Linked DNA regions of Pan troglodytes: region 2 is linked to region 1. The links are chromatin contacts, called in public Hi-C maps. All regions are on one chromosome and are shown on one strand. Each heading gives the region's core, a stretch centred on a gene start, on an enhancer-like site or on the middle of the called end of the contact. The rest is flanking DNA. Distances are from core to core; before and after follow the strand shown. Region 1 overlaps KAZN (kazrin, periplakin interacting protein). Region 2 overlaps KAZN (kazrin, periplakin interacting protein).

The links. Hi-C and Micro-C count contacts between places; a contact is called where the count stands out from the background.
Region 2: a Hi-C map of induced pluripotent stem cells shows a contact between it and region 1, with 2.5 times the contacts expected there. The contact joins two enhancer-like sites. A contact is called at or near these places in 3 of 7 Hi-C or Micro-C datasets (blood, induced pluripotent stem cells and stem cell-derived neural progenitor cells).

What each region holds. Positions count from the first base shown.
Region 1 is chr1:216,154,839-216,160,397 of NHGRI_mPanTro3-v2.0_pri, reverse strand. KAZN (kazrin, periplakin interacting protein) reads left to right here. Exons shown (of 17, transcript XM_513047.8): 6 at 355-525. Among named protein-coding and RNA genes, the nearest start is that of TMEM51, 100 kb to the right of the region's middle. Within about 2 kb of position 3,082, at least 7 of the 24 cell types and tissues checked have an H3K27ac peak or open chromatin away from gene starts, as enhancers often do. A contact at or near this core is called in induced pluripotent stem cells, where this site is marked.
Region 2 is chr1:216,416,686-216,422,069 of NHGRI_mPanTro3-v2.0_pri, reverse strand. The region is part of intron 3 of KAZN (kazrin, periplakin interacting protein); the gene reads left to right. Among named protein-coding and RNA genes, the nearest start is that of TMEM51, 370 kb to the right of the region's middle. Within about 2 kb of position 1,394, at least 2 of the 24 cell types and tissues checked have an H3K27ac peak or open chromatin away from gene starts, as enhancers often do. A contact at or near this core is called in induced pluripotent stem cells, where this site is marked.

The sequences.
Region 1 (5,559 bases), core at 1,833-4,332:
CCCACGTCTTTTTTTTTTTTTTTTTTTGAGATGGAGTCTCGCTCTGTCGCCCAGGCTGGAGTGCAGTGGTGCGATCTCGGCTGACTGCAAGCTCCGCCTCCCGGGTTCTGCCATTCTCCTGCCTCAGCCTCCTGAGTAGCTGGGACTACAGGTGCCCGCCACCATGCCTGGCTAATTTTTTTGTGTTTTTAGTAGAGACGGGGTTTCACCATGTTAGCCAGGATGGTCTCAATCTCCTGACCTTGTGACCCCACTTCTTTTTCCATCTAGGAGTTAGGCCCCCTCTAGGCATCCCTGGGCCAGGAGGAGCCTGGCTGTAACACCCACGGTGCTCTCTCCCTCTCCCACCCACAGGAGAGCGAGGATGCGGTCAAAGCGCTGGCCAAGGAGAAGGACCTGCTGGAGCGTGAGAAGTGGGAGCTGCGGCGCCAAGCCAAGGAGGCCACAGACCACGCCACGGCACTGCGCTCCCAGCTGGACCTCAAGGACAACCGGATGAAGGAGCTGGAGGCCGAGCTGGCCATGGTGAGAACCCTCCCCACCCAGGTGGGCCTGGCATCTGCTAGCAGTGCCGTGCTGGGAGCCGGGACGTCTGGCATCGACTCACATCGGAGACCTAGGGTGGGGTGGGTGGGGCAGAGCAGAACACAAGCAGGGGGCAGGGCCCGCCGCAGGAGGGGGCTTTCTTCAATGCATCATAAGTTTCCCTCCAAGACCATGCCCCCAGAGACTGGGCCAGCCTTTTATCCACCTGCCTTGGGCCCAGGGAGTGTGGAGACGCTGGGAAACCACTCACTCTTCCACACACCCCAGCCTACTATTAGGAAAAAAAGGCCTAGTGCAGTGGCTCATGCCTGTAATCCCAGCAGTTTAGGAGGCCAGGGCAGGTGGATCGTATTTGAGCCCAGCAGCTTGAGACCAGCCTGGGCAACATGGCAAAACCCTATCTCTACCAAAAAATTAGCCAGGCCTGGTACATGCCTGTAGTCCCAACTAGACCGGTGGCTGAGGCAAAAGGATTGCCTGAGCCCTGGAGGTGAGGCTGCAGTGAGCCACTGCACCCCAGCCTGGGCGACAGTGAGACCCTGTCTCAAACAAAAAAAAAAAAAGAAAGGAAAAAAAATTTTTTTTGTTTAAAATATACATATTTGCTTAGGAAAATATTTGGGAGGAAATACATAGAAATATTAACGTTCATTCTCTCAGAGTGGTAGCAACTTTTATTTATTTCTTTGTTTGTTTATTGGCCTCTTTTCAAATGTCTTTGCAGCAAAAATGTCTTACTTGGGTCATTAAGGAAACAAATAATTTTTTCCTAACCCAAACCAAACCCTCAAAATACTTCCAGACACTTTGTTTTCCCAGGAGATGCCTACCCTTTGCGTGTGGGGACAGAGGGTCCGGGTCGGGAGAGAGAGCCCTGGAGGTCTGTTCTGCCTGCTCCTGTGTGACCTTGGGCTGCCCACTCAACTGTTCTGGGCTTCAGTGCCTTTTACTTGTTACTGGACTGGGAGTGGAGTCTTAATCCCACCCTACCTTCCCCACAGGGTGGCTGGGCAGATCCAGGGAGCTTGTGGCTAGAGTAGGGGAAGAGGGAGGCCGTAAGTCTTAGAGGATTTGTCGTCCTGCAGAGTGCTGATGCCAGCTAACGGTGTGGTTACAGCCATGTGATCTGGGTTCGAATCCAGCCCCAGGTGCTTCCCAGCTGTGTGACTTTGGGCAGGAGCCTTCACCTCTCTGGACTCCATATCCATCAACTCAAAACAGAGATAATGGCATATGTAGTTGACCCTTAAACAACGCAGGGCTTAGGGGTGCTGATCCCCTGCGCAGCTAAATCCATGTATAACTTTTGACTCCCCTAGAAGGTAACTTCTAGTAGCCCACTGTTGACCAGAAGCCTTACTAAGAACAGTCAGCGAGCACATCTTTTGTGTGTTAACTGTGTCGTGTACTGTATTTGTATTAGTTCGTTCCTACACTGCTATAAAGAAATAGCTGAGACTGGGTAATTTATAAAGGAAAGAGGTTTAATTGACTCACAGTTCCGAATGGCTGGGGACGCCTCAGAAACTCATAATCATGGCGGAAGGCAAAGGAGAAACAAGGCACCTTCTTTACAAGATGGCAGGAGGGAGAATGAATGCAGGAGGAACTACCGCACGCTTATGAGCCATCAGATCTCGTTAGCATTCTATCACTATCACGAGAACAGCATGGGGGAAACCAGCGCCATTATCCACTTACCTCCACCTGGTCCTTCCCTTGACACGTGGGGATTACAGTTCGAGATGAGATTTGGCTGGGGACCCAGAGCCAACCATATCAGTATTCTTTGAATAAAGTAAGCTAGAGCAAAGAAAATGTTATTAAGAGAATCAGGCCGGACGTGGTGGCTCATGCCTGTAATCGCAGCACTTTGGCAGACCGAGGAGGGTGGATCACCTGAGGTCAGGAGTTCGAGACCAGCCTGGCTAACACGGTGAAACCTTGTCTCTACTAAAAATACAAAAATTAGCCAGACGTGGCGGTGGGTACCTGTAATCCCAGTTACTCGGGAGGCTGAGACAGGAGAATCGTTTGAACCCGGGAGGCGGAGGTTGCAGTGAGCCAAGGTCAAGCCGCTGCACTCCAGCCTGGGCAACAGAGCAAGACTCCGTCTCAAAAAAAAAAAAAAAAGAGAATCGTAAGGAAGAGAAAATATATTTGTTATTCATTAAGTGGAAGAAGAGGATCATCATCAAGGTCTTCATCCTCGTTGTCTTCACGCTGAGTGGCTGAGGAGGAGCAGGGAGAGGAAGGATTGGCTTTGCTGTCTCAGGGGTGACGGAGGTGGAAGAAAATCCGCCGATAATGGGACCCATGCACCCATGCAGCTCAAACCCACGTTGTTCAAGAGTTGACTGTGCTTTGTAGGGCTGTTGTGAGGATTTCCAAGAAATAAAGCAGGAGAAGCATTTGGCACCGGGCCTGGATCCCTGGACGTGGTAAAACCACGGCAGGATGGTTTACTAAGGACCAGGCCCCAGGACAGGCCGGGGCAGGATCCCTGGGCCTAGCCTAGGTCTCCTTGTCCAATGCTGACCCCTAGTGGTGAGAACTGCTGGGCAGGAAAAAACTGCGGCTGCAGGGACTTCTGGGGTCCAGGGGGTTCCCACCAGTGGGGTTGATAATACTGGAGGCCCTGCTGCTACGTGCAGCCCAGAAAGAAACCTTTGAACTTGCAGGCCAGGAAAAGGCCCCTGTTCTCCCAGGTCTTTCTCATGCCTTGTGGACAGACAGTTATGTCTTCCTCCCTTGGAGTCCTGGCCTTAGGCATCCGAGGACTCCCTGGGTCTTTCTGGCCTAGAAACCAGCTCACCCTGGCTTCCACTCCCACTGTGTCTGGACACTCAGCCTGTTTCCGCTCTGGCCAAGAAAACTCAGCTTCTGGCCTCCTTCTGGCAGGCATCAGATGCATCTGCCCGTGTGAATGTTGGCAACTCAGGTTGATTGGTTTATGTTCATGTTAACAGCACAGGCATTATCTACCCAGGGCTTGGAGGCAGAGAGAAGGGGCTTCACGAGGAGCTGTGATGGCCCCAGTCTTGTTGGGGTGTCCACCTGAATGCAGGTTCCCTCCATTGCCCACCATGCCTAAAGTTTCACCGCCAGGCTGTGTTGCCTGCAGGCCCAGCTCCCCCACTGCACAGCTGACCCTTCCTCGGGGGGTGCCTTAAGTCCTGGGTTGCAAGCAACAGAAAGCAGCTCTGCTCTGCCAGTGGAAGCATAGAGGGTGGGTTGGAAGGAAGTCAGGGTCCACACGTGCAGTGGGGAGGTGGAGGGCGCAGCTTAGCAATGGCAGAAGCCACGGCAGCTGCAGGCCGGGCGTGGTGTCTCGTGCCTGTAATCTTTTGGCTTTGGGAGGCCAAAGCGGGCAGATGACTTGAGGTCAGGAGTTTGAGACCACCCTGGCCAACATGGCGAAACCCTGATTCAACTGAAAATACAAAAATTAGCTGGACGTGGTGGCACGCAGCTGTAATCCCAGCTCCTCGGGAGGCTGAGGCAGGACAATCGCTTGAACCCAGAAGGCAGAGGTTGCAGTGAGCCAAAATCGCACCACTGCACTCCAGCCTGGGCAACAGAGAGAAACCCCATCTCAAAAAAAAAAAGAAGCCCCCCAGCTGCGGAGGTGGGGAGCCAGGCCCGGGGGGATGGTGCACTCAGCAGCCCCTGCAGCTGGGGGACGAACATGTCCCTTTTGTCTTCTGATGAAATCTTACCTCTGTGAGGTCCATGCAGTGTGCCCTGTGGCCCATCTTGGGCCACTTACTAGCCCCTTACCCAGGGGTCCTGGCTGTAGCCGCTGGTGCTGGGCAGTTTCCTAAGTGACCCTGAGGTGCTGCCACAGAGGTGGCAAAGCTCACACCTGCCAGTGACACTGAGGCCACTGGGAAAGCAGGTATTGGGGAAAGAGCCCAGGCTGGTGCCAAGTGAGGGGTGAGCAGCCCGTCAGGATCCAGGCATCGTCCCTCCCCCCGTGTCCTGAGGAGCCAACTCTGGGCCGCCCCACACACCCTCTTCGCTGCTTCACTTGGGGAAAAGCTAAAAAGACATTTGCTTCTGCAGACGTTTCCCAAGAAGCAAAGCCCTCTATTGGCATTTAGCAATGAAGGTGGGCACCCTGAGGCCTGCCCAGCCATCCACCCTTGCTGGGGGCATTTCCTGTTAAATCCTGATTGAACCAGGCATTACCACCCACACAGCAACTTCTCTGTAACCACACTGGCCCCATGGGACCTCATGTGTGTGTATGTGTGTGTGTGTGTGTGTATGTGTAAAATATTGTTTATCAACTTAGAATGTCAAGGCCCGAGCCCACATGAGCCTACCGTTGCCCCCGCAGGAGCCTCCCCTCCATGGCCAGAGCCAGCGTTGATCCTTGGTCGTTGGTCCTGGGTCGTTGGTCCTGGGTCGCTGGTCCTGGGTCGTTGTTGGTCCTGGGTCGTTGTTGGTCCTGGGTCGTTGGTCCTGGGTCGTTGGTCCTTGGTCGTTGGTCCTGGGTCGTTGGTCCTGGGTCGTTGGTCCTGGGTCGTCGGTCATGCCGTTCAGTGGCTTTTAGCATGTTGACAACATTGTGCAGCCACCACTGCTGTCTAATTCCAGAACAGTTGCATCTCCCCAAAAAGCACCCCGTCTTCATGCGCAGTCACTCCAGTGAGGTCTGTATTCTTACGGTTTCAGAGCTGGAGATCAGGCGACCCTGTACTCCATGGGGTGACGGCTTTGCTGGGGAGGCTTTTGACGGGAGTCCAGCCATGGCCTGAAGGAGGCAGCTCCCTTACCAGCCTTCCCTCAGTCCACAGGCCTTTCCCACCAGCCTCCCTAGTCACATGTGGGGCGGGGAGACAGGGCTGCCTGCTCCTGAGACCATGGGCATCCCCCACACACTGGTCCTGTCCCCGGGAGCCCAGCTCACACGGACCTCGCTGCCGACGAGCGCGGCTTCTCCAGCACGGGAAATGCTCTTCAGATTACGGTGCTCTCTGTAAACAAGGGCACCATAGACGTTTGGGG
Region 2 (5,384 bases), core at 145-2,644, 260 kb before region 1:
GTCAGCACCTCCTGTAATAGTTTGTACCTTTAAAACCCATCAAGAGGCCGGGGGCAGTGGCTCACGCCTGTAATCCCAGCCCAGCACTTTGGGAGGCCTAGACGGGAGCCTAGGAGTTCAAGACCAGCCTGGGCATGAAAAACGGCACAATCTCTGGCACATAAGCATGCTCAATAAACGGAAGCTATTGTTATTTTTAAATTAATGTGAATTCAGCCCCCAATCATAAAAAATTGTCAATAATTGGTGGTTCATATACGGACTGAATTCCACGATCCATGTTCTGTTTATTTCAATTATGACTCCACCACTTTGAGTTCTGTGTCTTTGGACAAGTTCTATCACCTCCCTGAGCCTCAGTGTCCTCATCTGTAAAGTGGGCATAAGAATGGAACCTGTCTCTCAGATCTTTTGTAAACGTTTACAATAGCGTCTGGCACATATAAAGAATGCCGTATATGTGTTTGCTATTATTAGCATCAAAATTATGACTAGTAGGAACTAGCAGTTATTTCTAATGCCAAAGATGGGACTTCCACCCTCTTTAGGCAAATATATTGATCGATAAGTGAGCAGCTGCAAATGTATGATTCTTAGCTCCTCATTGAAATGCACCTCCCGGCTGGGTGCGGTGGTTCACGCCTGTAATCCTAGCACTTTGAGAGGCGAAGGCGGGTGAAATCACCTGAGGTCAGGAGTTTGAGACTAGCCTGGCCAAGATGGTGAAACACCGTCTCTACTAAAAACACAAAAATTAGCCCGGCATGGTAGCACGCGCCTGTAATCCCAGCTACTTGGAAGGCTGAGGCAGGAGAATCGCTTGAACCCAGGAGGCAGAGTTTGCAGTGAGCCAAGGCCGCGTCATTGCACTCCAGCCTGGGCAACAGGGCAAGACTCCACCTCAAAGAGCAAAAAAAAAAAAAAGAAAAAGAAATGCACCTCCTATGCAAACTTGGACCATGCTTAAAGTGTGTTCCTTCATTTTAGTAATTGAAGAGGCTTATAAAAGCAATAATAAATATACCTAAGTTTCTATGGAAACAATTATCTAATTAGGTTTTCCCTTTAATCAAAGGAGTCCCAATCTAGGAACTCTTAGTATGTTTCCTGATTAAGGCCATTTGTGGTTTTCCTGAGTCGCTGGAGGAATCCCAGGGTAGAGGCCTCCCCCCAACCTCGCTGCAAATGTTTTCATTACAGATTATAGCAGCAGGCCTGGCGGCATCTGTAGAGGGCTAATTTTTCCTGACAGTCCTGCTGACCTTTGTTTGCTGATAACCCTCTTCTCTGTGGCAACCCCAGCAGATAGAGGCAATACCAAGGACGTAGGTCTCATTTCCCTGAAGAGTAGCTTCTCGAGAGACTCAGGAGAGATGCCCACTGGAGGAGCTAGCATGAAAAAAAGAGAAAATTGCTGCCTTTAGGGGGTGCTCAGCCCTGAAGTGCTCAGTGCAGCCTCAGCTTAGATTGGCTGTAACATGTCAGAATGTGATGAGGCTGATATTTGGAGTTTGCTACTCAACATGGTCCCTGCAAAATGCCATTTCCAGCACCTAATACCTGTCTGGGGAGAGATCAGAACATTTAGTTTTAATCTTAAAGGTCATGCAGGAATTCATCCTAATAATAGAGCCCAAAGCCAGGCAGGGAGGCCAGAAAATCTCACCAGCAGGGGCTCCTTTTGCAGACTGAGCCACTGCAAGAAGAAGAGCTCACGTGCAGAGAACTGATAAAAACCAACTGTCCTTCACGGTGACCCCGAGAAGCCAAGTTCTGCTCCAGGACTTCTCTTCTGCAAAACCAGGACCCTAGGCATGGATGCTTGCATTCAGGCATTTATTGAACAAAAATTTATCTATGTGCCACGTCCTGGGCTAGACCCTAGAGATAAGAGGTGAAAAGATATGCTCTCTGTCCTCAGGTGAGAACAGCCAAGCCAAGAAAGTGCTAAGAAATGATCCCACTGCTGTCGATCTTAGCCATCTGGGTATGGAGGGAAGAGCACTGTGCCTGCCTGAAGAAGTCACGGAAGGCTTCACTAAGGCGGTGGCCTTGAGCGGGGTCCTGGCTGAGGAGTAGGCGTTTTCTGGTAGGCAGGCATGGCAGAGGGGCTCCTGGAAGACAGAAGGGCATGGGCGCACAAGAGACCTGGCCTGGCAGGGGTTGTGATGGAAGTAATGGGGGTGGAGGACTTGAGGCTGAGTCTGGAGCCAGAGAGACTGCGATGAATAGAGGTTATGAGGACGAAACTGGAGAGGCGAGGAGAGACTGTGCCAAAAGTTGGGGTCCTCATCTGTGGACAGCAGTGGCCCCTAAGAAGGGTTGTACCAGTCAGAGTTCAACCAGAGAAGCAGACCCACTAGGAGATACATATTAAGAGATTTGTTGGAAGGCATTGGCTTAGGCGATGGTGGGGTTGGTGAGGCAGGTCTGGAATGCACAGGGCAGGCTGGAATTCTTGGTCAGGCAGGGGTGAAGCTGCTGCCTCGGGTGGAGTTTCTTCTTTATCAAGGAAGCCTCAGCTCTGCTCCCACATCCTTTCAACTGGTTGAACCAGACCCACCCTGATTATCTAGGACAGACTCCTTTTCCTGAAGCCAACCGATTATGGGTTTTAATCACATCTACAAAATACCTTCCTGGCAACGCCTAAATGAGTGTTTGGTTGAATAACTGGAGACTATAACCTAGCCAAGTTGACATTGAAAACTGACCATCAGAGAGGGAGTCTGGGGAGGTATGGGCTCTCTGCAGACCCTCCTCCTCTCTCCCTGCATTAAGGTGTGGCACCATAAGCAGCACCCAAAGTCACTCAAGGGCCGGGCACGGCAGCTCACACCTGTAATCCCAGCACTTTGGGAGGCTGAGGCGGGCAGATCACTTGAGGTGAGGAGTTTGAGACCAGCCTGGTCAACATGGTAAAACCCCGTCTCTACAAAAAATACAAAAATTAGCCAAGCGTGGTGGCACATGCCTCTAGTCTCTGGTACTTGGGAGGCTGAGGTGGGAGGATCACTTGAGCCCGGGAGGTCGAGGCTGCAATGAGCCAACACCATGCCACTGCACTCCGGCCTGGGCAACAGAGCAAGACTTTGTCTCAAAAAAAAGTCATTCAAGTGACTACTCCAGACCAGAGAAAGCTGCAAATTAACAAGGGGTGATTCTGGGACAGGCGGAAATACATGTGGGCACTGGGCTGGAGTGATATCACCATGTCTGAGAATAGCCTCTTCTCAGCAGCCCCGAATCGGAAATACATAGTTCCAGAAGTCAAATACATCTTGATTTTGATCTCGGATAGACTGCTTACTTTTTTTTTTTTTTTTTTTTTAAGCTGTAAAATGAGATAATGCCTCGGGGGTACTTTGAGAGATTAAGATGTAAGCACGAGGGTGCATAACGTCAAGCTTCTAGAAGGTGTTTAAGGAGTGGCGTGGACCCTAAGATTCATTTGGCTGCAAGTAACAGGGACCAATGTCAGCCAAGTTAAGTAGAAAAGGGGATTTATTGGAGGAATATAAGCGTGTCTCATGGATTCCAAAAAAATTGACAGCCAAGCCTTGGGAAAACTGGGAAGCAAGCAAGGCAGCCCTGTGGACCACCGTGGAAGAACTTTCCCAACCTTCCCTTGGGAACTTTGTCATTGACTGGCTCGGTGTCTCTCAGTTCAGGCTTTTGAGAGAAATAATCTTATTGGATGGTTTGGGTCAGATGTTCTCTTGGGGTCCAATCAGCTATGGCCTAAGAGTGGTGTCATGGAGAACAAATATGGCGCCAAATCTTACCCTGTGGACAGAATGGATACCTCAGGGGAGGCCCGTTCCTCTGGCGCTGTAGAAAGTTGCTACACCTCCTCCGCGGGAGCTTCATGTTACTCCCTCTCCCCAGTGACCTTCCTGCTCCGACCCTCACCAACACCTTCTCATCTTTTCCCCACCTGCCCCTTGCAGACTTTACAGTTACCTCTCTATCATTATGGCCCAGGACAAGTTATTTACCCCGTCTAAGCTTCAGTCTCCTCATCTCTGAGGTGGAGATGAGAATAATATCTTTCTTAGAGAATTGTTGTGAAGATTAAATAATATACATCCACCTCTTTGCCCTGATCATTGTTGTTATTTCCTTGTTACTCAAGAAGTAGAGGCAATGTTTCTCACTGCAGAGCTGGGCTTCCTCCTGAAAAATATTAATAACAGCACATGGCACGTGAGGAGGTGGAAGGCATACGCTTCCAAACCAACTGTCTCTGGGTTGAAACCTCAGCCCTGCCACTTAGTGTCTGTGAGACAAGTTAATCAACATCTCTGAACTTGTTTCCTCCCTTGTAAAATGGGAATGTTAATAATGATCTTGCAGAATCGTTGTTAGAATCCAGTGACCTCCTTATGGGTGTGTGCTTAGCAAAATGCCTGGCGTCTACAGTAGGTGCTCAGTAAAAGGGAATTCTTATCATTGTAATTATATTTCATCTTATTAAAGCACTTATTTAGTCAGATAAACTCTTACATAGCATGACTCTCCAACTCCATCTAAAAACAGTCTAAATCTGATGTTACTTTCTTGTCATTTGTATCTTGGGCACTGCAGTACTGGCTACTAATTAACAATTATAGCTCAGGCGCCTGCTCTCCCTGGTAACTCTCTAGTTAATATTTTAAGCCAGGCAATGCTGTCATTGGCTTCAAGGTCAACTGCAGTTTGGGGAGCAGCAGCATGATTTTTGCATATGGCTTTGGAGCCATCCGCTCTTCCCCGAGAGTGGAGGTAATTTGGAACCCACACTTCCTCAATCATACGTCCTTTGTGAGCACATAGAGCTGAAACCTCACACTGGGCCTAACCGGGCATGGTGATTTGGCACCTTGAATGGATTGCAAGAAAATCAAGCTCAAATAAGGAGCCACTATAAGCGCATTTCATTTTCATCTGCCATTTACCTAGAAAGGCCACGGCTCTGCATCTGAATAACCTGATGCCTGTCTTTAAAATGCACTCACTTGCTCTCTTTCCCGACTCACTAAATCAGGATAAAGAAAAAAAATACCTTTGTATACAGCAATGCCTGAACAATTTGCACACCCTGTAATTCTCACATAACCCTAGCACTCTCCCCTCAGCTCCTGCAAGACATTTAATAGAAGGATGTGGTGCTGACATCTCATATTGTAACAATATTGTTACTATGTGGAAATATGCCAGGGTGAATCTTCTAGTAAACAGTTAAGGGCCATTAGAAGAAATGTGGTGAAATGACCCATTTCTGAGCCAATGAACAGCATACATTTAGGGATAAGAGTCAACATTTTGAATCATGTTTTCTGCTTATTAGTTTCCAACTCTTGACACCAAACATCTTTAGACTTAGACTGAATTAGGCACACTTT